Linked DNA regions of Sus scrofa: region 1 is linked to region 2. A link is a contact called in public HiChIP or PLAC-seq data. All regions are on one chromosome and are shown on one strand. Each heading gives the region's core, a stretch centred on a gene start, on an enhancer-like site or on the middle of the called end of the contact. The rest is flanking DNA. Distances are from core to core; before and after follow the strand shown.

The links. HiChIP or PLAC-seq counts read pairs in DNA pulled down with a chosen protein or histone mark.
Region 1: an H3K27ac HiChIP or PLAC-seq map of alveolar macrophages shows a contact between it and region 2. The contact joins the promoter of EIF3B here to the promoter of MAD1L1 in region 2. A contact is called at or near these places in 1 of 5 promoter capture datasets (liver), 10 of 47 Hi-C or Micro-C datasets (blood, brain, embryonic fibroblasts and 3 more) and 2 of 2 datasets of contacts at active chromatin or transcription factors (alveolar macrophages and skeletal muscle).

What each region holds. Positions count from the first base shown.
Region 1 is chr3:1,642,458-1,648,983 of Sscrofa11.1, reverse strand. EIF3B (a long non-coding RNA gene) reads right to left here and starts at 3,522. Exons shown (of 19, transcript XR_002342196.1): 1 at 2,803-3,522.
Region 2 is chr3:1,556,002-1,562,252 of Sscrofa11.1, reverse strand. It overlaps MAD1L1 (mitotic spindle assembly checkpoint protein MAD1), which reads left to right and starts at 2,907. Exons shown (of 18, transcript XM_021085975.1): 1 at 2,907-3,282; 2 at 5,550-5,711. The coding sequence starts at 5,562. MRM2 (FtsJ RNA methyltransferase homolog 2 (E. coli)) reads left to right here. Exons shown (of 3, transcript NM_001184754.1): 3 at 866-2,090. The coding sequence ends at 1,305.

The sequences.
Region 1 (6,526 bases), core at 2,273-4,772, 86 kb before region 2:
TTCCCCTGTCATTACCAGCCCACGCATCTGGTTTCTCTTGGCTCCCAGATTCCCAATCTGACTCCAGCAGACACAGAAAGAAGCAATTCACAAGTCTAAATATAGCAAAGATGACATTTAGAGGTAAAACCTTTATCAAATATTTGTACAGCAATGCCCCGAAGGCAGCTGAAAAATTAAACGGAAAGGATGAGGGTGACGGAGGTTCAACTATGCTGAGAATTCATCTGTATCAAAAAGGGAGGCGGGACAGCGGCACAGGGGCCAGGCACCTGCGAGTCGGTCCATTTTCGGAAGAATCGGTACCCTGCCATCCCTCTCTGACCCTGCTGGCAAGTTCTCATGAAACACAAAAAACGTAGCAGAGCTTCTGATGACCACCAGCCTCAAAAAAACCTGGCAGCTCGCTTGGTTTCAGTTCCTTAGGCCCAGGAGCCTCACAGGCCACTCTGGCAAAATGCTGAGATCACACGGGCTCCCAAAGGCCCTCCCCGCAGCCACCAGCCCGACTGGCCTGTGCTCACATTACCATCCCGGCACACAGCGTAATTCACGCGCCAGAAATCTTGGGTCAGCTGGGTGTGCGCATGTCATGCCTCAAAAAAATCAATTGTGAGTAAATCCTGAAGGGCTCGAAAGGGACTTTAAAATCAAAACTTAGGGAGTTCCCACTGTCTCAGCAGAAACAAATCTGACTAGCATCCATGAGGACGCAGGTTCGACCCCTGGCCTCAGTCAGTGGGTTAAGGATCCAGTGTTGCCGTGAGCTGTGGAGCAGGTCGAAGACGCAGCTCGGATCTGATGTGGCTGTGGCTGTGGCGTAGGCTGGAGGCTACAGCTCCAATTCGCCCCCGAGCCTGGGACCCTCCATATGCCATGAGTAGGGCCCTAAAAAGAAAAAAAGAAAAAAAAAATCAAAACTTAAAACTTTAAATATAGGAAAACTTGGTGTGGTAAAAAAACCATTTGTCTCGCTGCGGGGGTTGGGGGGGTGCCCAGCGACCCCGCCCTGTGAATTCTCAGCAACAAGGACAACAGTGTCTTATGGGTTACGGGCTTCAACGGCGTCGGCAGCTCCCAAGTCCTCACTACCTGTGGATCCCTTCCTGCTTTTCAGGCTGAAATGTCTCATAAAATAAAAGACGGGAGTTCCCATCGTGGCGCAGCAGAAACGGGTCAGACCAGGAACCATGAGGCTGTAAGTTCCATCCAAGGCCTCATTCAGTGGGCTAAGGATCCGGCCTTGCCGTGAGCTGTGGTGTAGGCTGCAGACCGGCTCGGATGCTGCATTGCTGTGGCTGTGGCATAGCTGGCGGCTACCTCCGATGGGACCTCTAGCCTGGGAACCTCCATAAGCCGAGGGTGTGGCCCTAAAAAACAAGCAAGCAAATAAACAACAACAACAAAAAAACCACAACAACGAAAGGAGTTCCTGCTGTGGCTCAGCAGTAATGAACCTGACTGGTACCCATGAGGACTCTTGAGTTCAACCCCTGGACTTGCTCAGTGGGTTAATGATCTGGCACTGCTGTGAGCAGTGGTGGCGGTCACAGACAGGGCTTGTATCCTGTGTCGCTGGGCTGCGGCAGTGGCTGGCAGCTGCATCTCCAGTTGTACCCCTAGCCTGGGTACGTCCGTATACCACGGGTGCGCCCCTAAAAAGCAAAAAAAAACCCAAAACAAATTAAAAAAACAGTGACAACAACAGATAGCCTTTTAAAATTATGCCTCAAATAAGTCAAATCATGATCCTGTATACTTCAAATGTACGCAGAGGTGTACATCAAATATATCTTAATAAAATTGGGGGAAAAATAAAAGCGTTTGATAAAAATGTTAAAAATATACAAAATCATGTTTCAGAGTCCAATAACTCTGTTGGTTCTCTAAACTTTTTCACCTTAGGTGCTATTCTTTATGCTTCTGACTCAATACCAGCTTGATCACACACATCTCAAAAAAATCAATCTTTACATGGTAATGTCTTAGCTTTCTCATTTACACTGGCGACCTCAATGGTGTTTTATACATTTTCTCACTTCACTGGAGGAACCCACTGCAGTGTCCCACCAGGAGAGTTAAATGGCTGGAAACAAACATAAACAAAAACAAATGAGATCAGCCAACATCACAGCTTTTGGAGACCGGCTCTCACAGGCAGAGAGCAGAAATAATGGCTGTAAGTCGAGCCAGGGCAGAAAACAAGTCAAAGAAAGCTGTGATCAGGACTACAACCTGAGAAAAAAGTATTTGCCGAAAGAAGGGTGACTGGTGCTAGGCCTACAGGCTTGGGAATCCAGCAGTCAGGCTGACACCGTCCTACTGAGCAGCTCTCTGCGGGCAGAGGCTCCGGTGGCACAGTAGGAGCAGAGGAGACCAACTTTGCCGCCCTGTTCCTCCCACTCCCGAGGGACAGCGTCCACCCACCCCTCAAGTGTCGGCACTGGGTCAATTTCAGGCCTTTGATAGGTCTGGCTGGCCACTCGGGGCACCCGGACCGCAGACAGAGAGCTGTCAACCGAGAACCTACGGCACGTGGAGTGTCCTGCTCGGCTGGACCCTAAAACCACACAGGTGCACACAGGGCCACGGCTCCTGCGTACACGCCGTGTGCTCTCATTACCCTCCAAACTCCTGGCTGTAGCATCAGAGGCTGGTTCGCGGAGTTGTCTCCACCCTGCACCCCTCTGCTTTTGAGAAAAAACGGAGATCCAGGCGCTCTGGGCGACAGGCGCAGGACAGGCACCGCTCCCGAGCATCGGGGATCGGGAATCTGGGCGCAGACCCGCCCCGCCGCCTCACCTTCCTCGCTCACGTCGTCCACGAAGTCCTCGGGGTCGCTGAAGGAGGGCTCGTCCGCGCCACCGTCCTCCGCCGCGCCGCCGGGCTCCCCACCCGCCCCCTCGGAGCCGGCCTCGGCCGCCGCGTCCCGCGCCTGCCCCGTCTCGCCTGCGGCCAGGGTTGGGGGCTCCTCGGAAGGCGGCGGGGAGGCGCCGGGGGTCGCGTCCGTCTTTTGCTCCCCGTCGGCCAAAGGCTCGGCCGGCACATCAGGCCCCGGCCCGGCCTCCGGGTCCTCGCCGCCCGCACCCTCCAGTGCGGCTGGTCGCGCTGGCTCCTCCCTCGGAGGCGCCTCTGCGGTCGGCTCTTGCTGTCCGGGCTCGGCCCGCTGCTCGGACGCCTCGGGCGCCGCCACGTTCTCCGCGTCCTGCATGGCCCTCCGGTGCCGCCTCGCCCGGGCTCGCCGCGCTTCCGACTCTCCCAGGCCGCACCGCGCGCCTACCGCCGGGCCATGTGCGAGCGGTGGGGCACTCGCAGGGATGGGGGGAGCGCCCACGCCCCGATGCCGCCCCGCGCGTCTAGAGGAGCTCACCGGGTATAAATGTGTCCACTAGGGATTACGATAGCGCTCCCGTGATAAGTGCGTGCTCAGCTCCAATCACCGCCCCTGCTCTGTTCAGTCCACAAACTGTTTGGGAACGAAACTACCCCATGTAAAGTAGCAGATGGTCCCGTCCAACATGGCAACCACTCCCTTCCTCCTCCCGTCGGGCCTTACGGTGAAGGACTAAACTATTTGTGACGCCGCAGGGAGGTACCAGAAATCATTCCAGCACGCAGATGTGCATGAAATAACAATTGACGTTAAAATTAATATTAAATAAAACTTAAAAATTTGCAGGATATTTTGTTTGGGATATCTTAGCCTTTCACCAACTATTTCAATTACTAAGTCCCCCCCACGTCGGTTTTTAGACTCGTCTACTGACGGGGAAAAGAACGGACGATTCCAAAATATAACAGGAATTCTTAGCGAGCCATAGATGGCCAAAGCTACTAGAGGGACGACTGCCTGGCGCAATACCAAAAAAATGAGTGAGAGATGTTTAAATCACTCCCAAGCCCACCGCGGTGGCTGTAACTCCGTCGACCCCCATTCTGGGGATCACGGTGGTTCGGCCCGCTCGGGGCTCCGCCCCCAGACGCGCTAAAGAGCGCGGGTCTCGGGAGCGGGGCGGGGTCAGCCGCTGGAGCGTGGGGCGGGGCGGAGCCGGACTCGGGGCGGGGCCTGGATCGGGGCGGCTAGTGGGCGGGGCCGGCTTTGTGGGCGGGCAAGAGGGCGTGGCCGGTGTGGCCCGCGCGGCCGCAGGCCGGGTCTCCGGAGGTGCGGGTGTGCGGCGCCTCTGGGTTAGGTTTGCTTCGTCTGGAAGGTAATCTCAATTCGCATCTTGTGTTTTGCTTGTTGCCGGGGGTGAGGGCCACCGCCCATTAATCATTTTATGAAAGAAGACGATGGCTGCTGCGATGGGGAATGGGGAGTTGGAATTTCACGGGGACCAAGTTTGATTTCGAGAAGGTGGATGGTGGTGGCGCATGCACGACACTGTGAATGTACTTACTGCCCCGAACTCTACACTGAAAAGTGGCCAAAATGGTTAATGGAATGTTGTGTATGTTTTACCACAGTTGAAAGGGAAAAAAAAAGAGGTGTTCCGGTTGTGGCGCCGCGAAACGAACCCGACTGGTATCCATGAGGACGCAGGTTCGATCCCTGGCCTCACTCAGGGGTTAACGATGCGGCGTTGCCATAAGCTGTGGTGTAGGTCGTAGACCCGGCTCGGATCTGGCCTTGCTGTGGCTGTGGTGAAGGCTGGCATCTGTAGCTCCGATTGGACCCCTGGCCTGGGAACCTCCATGTGCTGCCGGTGCAGCCCTTAAAGAAGAAAAAAGAGAAAAGAACCGGGGTTTTGGGTGCCGAGCACAGGTTCTGAATCCTCCTCTTCTTTCAGCCTTGTAACTTTGGGCACTGCTTGGCCTCTGGGCCTTGGCTTCCCCACCTGTAAAGTGAGAGGTAGCCTGTAAACCCGCTTCACAAAGACAAGGTAATTTCTCCTGGCCGTCCTCATTATCCTCCTAATTTCTAGGTTTATCTGCTGTTTTCATAGATGATTTGGGCACTGCCTGCCCTGTTGTTCTAGAATGTGCTATTGGTGGCAATGAGTGAATAAGAAAAAAATACAGACAAGTGTGAAAGCAGCTGACGGTAGCTGGGCAGCTACAGGTTTCTTAGGGAAGACTTCTGCCTGCAGGGGCGCAGGTGTTGCAAACAGTAGCCACTCATTACTGCTTCCCAGTGAAGGGACTTGTCATATCCTATCCTGTGGGTAAAATTATGGATGTGCTCACGATGCAGAAGCATATGTTTTTTCAAAATACATCTCTAAGTGTTCCAGGGAGAGCACGGAGACCCTCAGCGGTCCCTGCAAAGCCTGAGGGGGGCTGCGATTGATGTTCAGGGTGTCGGGGCTGCGTGGGAGGGGCTCTGTTTTGGGAACACAGTGGTGAGGAAAGAATGTATGACTCTTGCCGTCTTAGAATCACAGTGTGGTGGGGAAAACTTCCAGGACCGAAGCATCACAGAAGTCAGGGTAAAAGCGCATTTAAGTTAGGTTCGTAAATCCTTTGACACGCCTTCTAAAGCAGAAGCCAAACCTTGCTCCCCTCAATATGGGTGCCTCTGGTCACTTCTTTCTCTTTTTTGTCCGGCTTTTTAGGGCCTCCCCTGAGGCATATGAAGATTCCCAGGCCAGGGGTCGAAGTGGAGCTGCGGCTGCTGGCCTGCACCACAGCCACAGCAATGTGGGATCTGAGCGGCGTCTGCGACCTACACCCCAGCTCACGGCAGCACCAGATCCTTAACCCACTGAGCGAGGCCAGGGATTGAACCCACATCCTCACGGATGCCCGTCAGCTTCTTACTGCTGAGCCACCATGGGAACGCCATTAATCACGGATTTCAAATGCACAGGACGTGGCAGAAGTGATGCTCTGTGACTTCCACGTACAGGTCCTAAGAGTACGCTTCCACCTGGCTCTCTCGTGGCCCAGCACGTGGACTCCCGTGGGCATGGCCCTTGAGCGGCTGTGGTGAACTGCTCCATAAGTGTCAGTGAGGGAGTTCCTGTCGTGGCGCAGCAGAAAGGAATCCAGCTAGGAGCCATGAGGTTGTGGGTTCGATCCCTGGCCTTGCTCAGTGCGTTCAGGATCTGGTGTTGCTGTGAGCTGTGGTGTAGGTCACGGGTGCGGCTGGAGGGTGCGGCCCTAGAAGAACACACACAAAAAAGAAAGAAATGAAATGGGGTGATCAGCACGGGTCCTACACACGTTCAAAGGATAGTGAAGGAATATGATGAACAACCCCATGCCTACAAATTTGATAACTTGGGTCATTTGTTCAAAACCACTAACAAAACTGACGCAAGGTCAAGTAGGTCATGTAAACAGGCCTGTATTGATGAAAGTGTCTGAATCACTAAAGTTGGTCATCGTCCGAAAGAGAAAGCACCGGCCACACAGATGGTTTCGCTGGTGAATTCTCCTGAACACGGAAGAAAGAAATGATGCCAGTTCCCTGTAGTCTCTTCCAGAAAACAGAAGCAGGGGGAACACTTCCTCACGCATTCTGTGGGCCAGCATTCCCCTAATACCAGACCTGATAAATATAAGAAAGGAGGAGTTCCCGTTGTGG
Region 2 (6,251 bases), core at 1,658-4,157:
CTTTCAGCGCGAGTGCTGCGTGAGGAAGGGTGGTGGAGACTGCGGACGGCAGCCACACAGGCAGGAAGTCCTGTTTTGGGTAAGGCCGCACAGCGACATCTTTTTATTTCACAGTTGGTATCACTCAAATACAGGCAAGGTGTCAGTTTTGTGTGTGTGTGTGTGTGTGTGTGTGTGTGTGTGTTGTCTTTTTAGGGCTGCACTTGCGGCATATGGAGGTTCCCAGGCTACGGATCGAATTGGAGCTGGAGCTGTGGGCCTACACCACAGGCACAGCCACAGCAATACCAGATCCGAGCCGGGTCTGTGTCCTACCCCCCAGCTCATGGCAACGCCGGATCCTTAACCCACTGAGCGAGGCCAGGGATCGAACCTGCGTCCTCACGGATACAGTTAGATTCGTTTCTGCTGCGCCAGGATGGGAACTCCCCAGTTTTCTTACCTTATTTTGCGTCTGTCCATGTCCACATCTCTTGGCTTGTTTTGAATAGTTCCTACATTGAAGGAAGTTGGAGAAGCTGCAGGATGGATTTGTTGATACGGTCCAGGGGCATCTTCTATTCAAGCGTGTCATTAGGTTTTAGTTAATCCAAAGGACCACCCAGAGAGAAGAATCCTCAGGGCGTGAAATGCAGTCGGAGGTGGAGTCAGGCCTGGGAGGTGGCTCTTCCTCTCTGGGCTTCGGCCCCCTCAGAGGTAGCGGGAAGGACCCCGCCCCCACGGGTGGTCGCAGGACGTGTGGAGAGCGGGAGAGGCCCCGGGCTGCGTGTTTGGCTCTTCCTCGGTCCTGCCTTCGTCTCTGTTCTGCTGTTTTGTTGCGGGGAGATGGCGGCGTAAGTCAGTGCACTCACCGTTTCTTCCTCAGACGCCACGGCTCCTGTTGGCTTTGTGCTCGGGGTCGATCTTCTTCACATCCTCCCCCTGGAAGGAGCCACTTTTCTGTGCCCTGCCGATGTGACCGACCCAAGAACCTTCCAGAGAATCCGGGACCTGCTCCCCGGTGGGAAAGCGGATGTGATTCTGAGTGACATGGCACCCAATGCCACTGGGATCCGGGGCCTGGACCATGATAGGCTCATCAGCCTGTGCCTGTCCCTGCTGGACATGGCCCCAGACGTCCTCCACCCCGGGGGGGCGTTCCTTTGTAAAATCTGGGCTGGCAGTCAGAGCCATCGGTTGCAGAAGAGACTGACAGAGGCATTCCAGAACACCAGGACTGTAAAACCCGCAGCCAGCAGGAAGGAGTCATCAGAGCTGTACCTCTTGGCCACACGGTACCAGGGAGGGAGGAGGGGAGCTCTGTGAAGGACCGGGTGTCTTCTCCTGTCCCTGGTTCCTCCTCACTGCAGATGCAGCCTGAGCTCTTCCCTGGCGTGGGGCTGGGGAGACCCGAGGTTGATCTGGGCTGCAGCAGGAAGGACACATGGGGGACCTTTTTTCCTAAGGGAGGGGCAAAGATAAAAAGATGAAAAGGCCTACTGGGGGGAGGACAGAAACAGTGGGAGGCAGAGAAACACACACAGACACCTTTACATAACGTTCTCCTCTCCTGCTGTGACTGAGCGTGTTACGGAGAAACAGGCTTCCATCCTCCCTCCAAGAACAGCCCGCAGTTTCCAGGTGGTATTTTGGCTACCCAGCGTAATGTGGACAAATGTGAAACTTCAGTCTGGGGATTTTTTCCCATCTCTCGGGTGAATGATCTGGAAATACATCCATTCTTGAAGCAGTGACGAGTTCCCAGGACAATCAGAGAAGACATTTGGTGTGAATTATGCATGGGGTGGCTGTGCTTTGCTTTTTCACTGGAAAATGTTGCTGTAATATTCCAGGCTCCAAAGACTTAAAGGTCGTTGCCAAAGCAAGCAGCGACATGGTGTGTTCCCTTACCTCCGTGCCCCTGTCCAGGGTTGTGATGCGACTCTGTAAGGTCGTATAGGCCGTAAGAGGAATGAATGTCTGTGTTTTTAAGTTTTTGTTTTTTGTTTTTTTTTAAATTGATTGGTTTCCTCAAAACCAGTTCCTGGAAATGCTATAAAATTGGGTTGTGATAATCGTACAACTATAATAAAATTCATTGAGTGATAAAAGTTATTTATTTATTTATTAAAGTTTTTTAAAAAGAGTATATTGATGGGAGTCCTGTGGTACAGCGGAAAGGAATCCGACTAGTACCCTTGAGGATTCGAGTTCGAATCTGGGTGGGGGATCCGGCGTTGCCCTGAGCTGTGGTGTAGGTCACAGATGCGGCTCAGATCCCGCAATGGCGTGGCTGTGGCCTAGGCCAGCTGCTGTAGCTCCTATTCGACTCGTAGCCTGGGGACTTCCATATGCTGCTGGTGGGGCCCTAAAAAAGCCCCCCCCCAAAAGAGTTTATTGACTGTAGCGATGATTAAATCCCAAGACTGCTTGGGGAGGGGAGAGGTAGCCAGGAATCTCCATCAGGGTCCTAGGGCTGAGTCCAGATCCCTGAAGGATGCTGCTGGCCAGACTCAAATTTTTCGTTTTGTTTTCGTTTGCAGTCGGCCAGTTAAGACCGGAGAGCCCTCCGTCCTGCCTTCACTATCACATTCTCCGCTTTCCCATCCAGTTCGTTCTGGCCACACTAACGTGTCTTTTATTCTCTGGAAGAAGGGAATTCGGTGCAGGCCCTCGGGCGCCTAGCTGGCGCGGGAGGCACGCTGCTGGACCCAGGTGGCCGTAATTCGAGGAGGGACAGGCTGACCACTGCTCCCTGGAGAACTGAGACCCAGACGAGGTCCCCGCGCCCCGACGGCTCCAGCTTAGAAGCGCAGCCTTTTGTGAGGACAGCTTAGTAGAATAGCATTTGGCCTTTTTTCAGAGGGCCTTGTGAAAAGTTAAAACGCATTAACTCAAGCAAATACCGTAGTGGTAAAACCGGGGAAAGGGAGTGCAGGGAAGTTTGGCTCTAAGAGGCCACCGTTGGACGGTGCTATTCCACACAATACGGCGCAAGGCAGCCGCCAAGTGGAAGCCGACACGCTGGAGGTGGGGGCACCACGAGAGTCCCGCGGGCGGGCCGGCTTTGGTTCCGAGTCCCCTCTTTGCGGCCTCTGCCGGGAGTAGGTAGCTCCGGGGACGGACGCGGAGTCCCCGTGACCTGCAGGCGCGCAGATCCGGAGCTCACGGCTGGTCCCGCCCAGGTCTCGCGAGAGCGCAGCCGCACGTCTCGCGATACGTGGGCGCGGGCGTAGAAGAGGGAGATCTGAGCGGCGGCGGCAGCAGCAGCAGCGGCGGCGCCCGGTGGGCTGAGGCGGTGAGGTGAGCGGCCGGGGTGCCCCGGCGGGCGCCGCGCTGCGCCAGGCTGAGCCGGCGCGGGGCGGGCGGGGGCGAGGCTGGGGTCCTTCCGAGGCTGGGCGGGCGGGCGTCCCCAGCGCGCCTCCTCCGAGAAGGGCCGCTGGGAATGGTCGGGGTCTCGAGCGCCGAGGGGGCGGCCTCGCGGCAGCGGGTCCCTCACCCGCCGAGGCTCGGGGGCCGGCGGCGCTCTCCCCGCTTCCCGCGCGTCCTCGCCGGGCGGCGTGGGACTTGCCGCTACTGCCTTTGACAGCCAGGGAAACGGTGGGAAGGGGCAAGCGCCCTGCCCAGGGTCCCACTGCCGGCGGCCCGTGGGAGGCGCGCTCGCGTGCGTTTCGTCGGTGGTGGAAGTTTGGCGAAGGCGCCCGGCAGCAGGTGGAGAACTGGCCGGCCGGCCGGCGAGAGCGCCCGCGGCGGTGTGAAGGGCCGCTGGGCGGTGGGGAGCCCTGTAATGTCTGTCCTTGGGCCAGCAGGGCGGGAGAGAGGCAGGGTGCCCGGGACTCTGAGCTCCGAGTCCGTGGTGAGGGCGCTGGAAGGTTTGGGTCGCTTGGATAAAGAGGGTGGAATTTGAGCTGCCGCCTCGTGGGGCAGCGGAGTTCGGGGCAGGTGAAAGCGGGTACGTTCTCTTCCTGCTGGGGTATTGCGGGCATCGGGTGTGAGAAGGGGGCGTGTTGGCCAGATTTACCATCACGGGAGGGGAAGAGTGGTCTAATCTTGGCAGATGGAGGACTGGCCTTCCAGAGCAGAGCCCCGTGCCTCGCTGCGCGGGCCTGCATCGCTCGCCAGGCGCGCAGCTCCGTGAGCGCCCCTCGCTGGTTTCTCGTCCCACCCATCTTCCACTTGTGGTTTGAAGGAGAGTGGTGAGGACAGCCGAGTTGTGCCGGGCGTGGAAACCACGGCCTCCGGAAGACAGGCTCTGGGTGCACAAGGCCAGGGTTCTCCTTAAACGGGAAATTCAGGAGCAAACCAGGTCTTCTTTTTCGGGGGGAAGGGGGCTCCAGCTGGGGGAAGGTGCGTTCCGTCTCATACTTAAGGGAAATCAGTGAGAGCTGGCTCTTTTCCTGAAGACGATGCACCTGTAGGAATTCACACCTCTTGGTGCTTCGCTGTGCCTGGGACACTGCCACACCTTCCGGCTGGTAGACAGCGTGGTGTGAGGCCATAATAAGCACAGATTTGGGGGCGCAGGTTCTTTGCTGCTGCTTGTCCTCAGACCTTCATACACTGGCCTGGGGAGTACACTCAGCCTTAGAGCCAGACAGACCAGGGTCCAATCTCAGTTCTGTAACCATTTATTTGTTCTTTTTAGGGCCACCCCTGTGGCAGAGGCATATGGATGTTCCCGGGCTGGAGGCCGAATCAGAGCCGCAGCTGCCAGCCTACGCCACAGCCACAGCAACGCCAGATCCGAGCCCCTTCTTTAACCTACACCACAGCACACGGCAACTCTGGATCCTTAACCCCGCCCTGATCAAGGCTGGGGCTTGAACCTGCATCCTCGTGGGCATTAGTCGGGTGGCTGAAGGTGGTCGAGACACCCATTAATGTCATTGCTAACCTGTAATTAGCATTGCGGGGGTGCCCTCCTGATTGCCACTGTCGTGTGCTTTTTATTTTTTGTCTTTGCAGGGCCGCTCCCGCAGCATATGGAGGTTCCCAGGTGAGGGGTCTCGTCGGAGCTGCAGCTCCGGCCCACAGCACAGCCACAGCAACGCAGGATCCAAGCTGCAGCTGTGACCTACACTGTTGCTCATGGCAGTGCTGGATCCTTAATTCACTGAGCGAGGCCGAGGTTGAACCTGTGTCCTCGTGGATTCTAGTCGGGTTTGTTACGTCTGAGCCACAGCAGGGACTCCTGTGTTCTTTGCTTCTCATTCCCAGAAGCTAGGCTTTCTGTCAGTGCTCATCTGGGAGGTGCCCAGCTGGACACCCTGACGGCTGGACACCCTGTCCTGAGGGCCGTCTGTCTTTCCAGCTGGTGTGCTCGTCAGCGCTCTGCCGGTCAGCAGCTTGCTGGCACGTTGTCTTTTTATGCCTCCGTTCTTCTCTGAGAAATTGGCAGCATGTACTCCCCCTTAACCTGGAAGACGGTGCTCACGGACCCTGGAATGTGTTAAGGGCTCTGAGAGCGCATCAGGGTGTGGGGCTCCCTGAAGGCGCCCCTGACTGGGCAGCTGCCAGAGCCGATGGTGCGTGGAAAGGCTCCCCGTGACCCGTCCCTTGTTTTCCTCCAGAGGGAGGTGGCCATGGAAGACCTGGGCGAAAACACCACCGTCCTCTCCACCCTGAGGTCCTTGAACAGCTTCATCTCTCAGCGAGTGGAGGGAGGGTCTGGACTGGACGTGTCCACCCCTGCGCAAGGTTCTCTGCAGATGCAGTACCAGCAGAGCATGCAGGTGAGTGGTCCGTGTCCGCTCGGGGCCTCTAGGCAAGGCCCCTGCCCCGGGTAGGACTGGTTCACGTTCCAGATGGTTCAGCCGAGTGGTCCGTGTCCGGCTCGGGGCCTCTAGGCAAGGCCCCTGCCCCGCGTAGGACTGGTTCACGTTCCTCATAGTCGAGGGGGTTGGTGTTTCGAAGCCTGGAGGCCAGCTGGCCACCTCCCAGTCTCCAGCATGGCTATTCATTGTTTTGGAGGCTAGCTAATGGCCATGGTTCAGGAGCTGTCTGGCTCAGAAGCCTGAAATAACAGCACCCCCGGAGCGGGTCTGGTGTTCACCACTGGACTCACATTAACACGCTTACAGACACTAAAGGTCGGACTGGAAAGCCAGCCGATTCATTGAGTTGAGGAAGAAAATCCCAGACTGCATGCGGACGTGACCTAGGAGCTGTCCAGCCAGCTGCTGGCTCCCTTGACGGTGTGACACGCGCAAGGCTCTCCGTCAGCCTGGCAGGGAGGGCAGGGCAGCGAGTGAGGGATGGGCCATGTCCTGTCT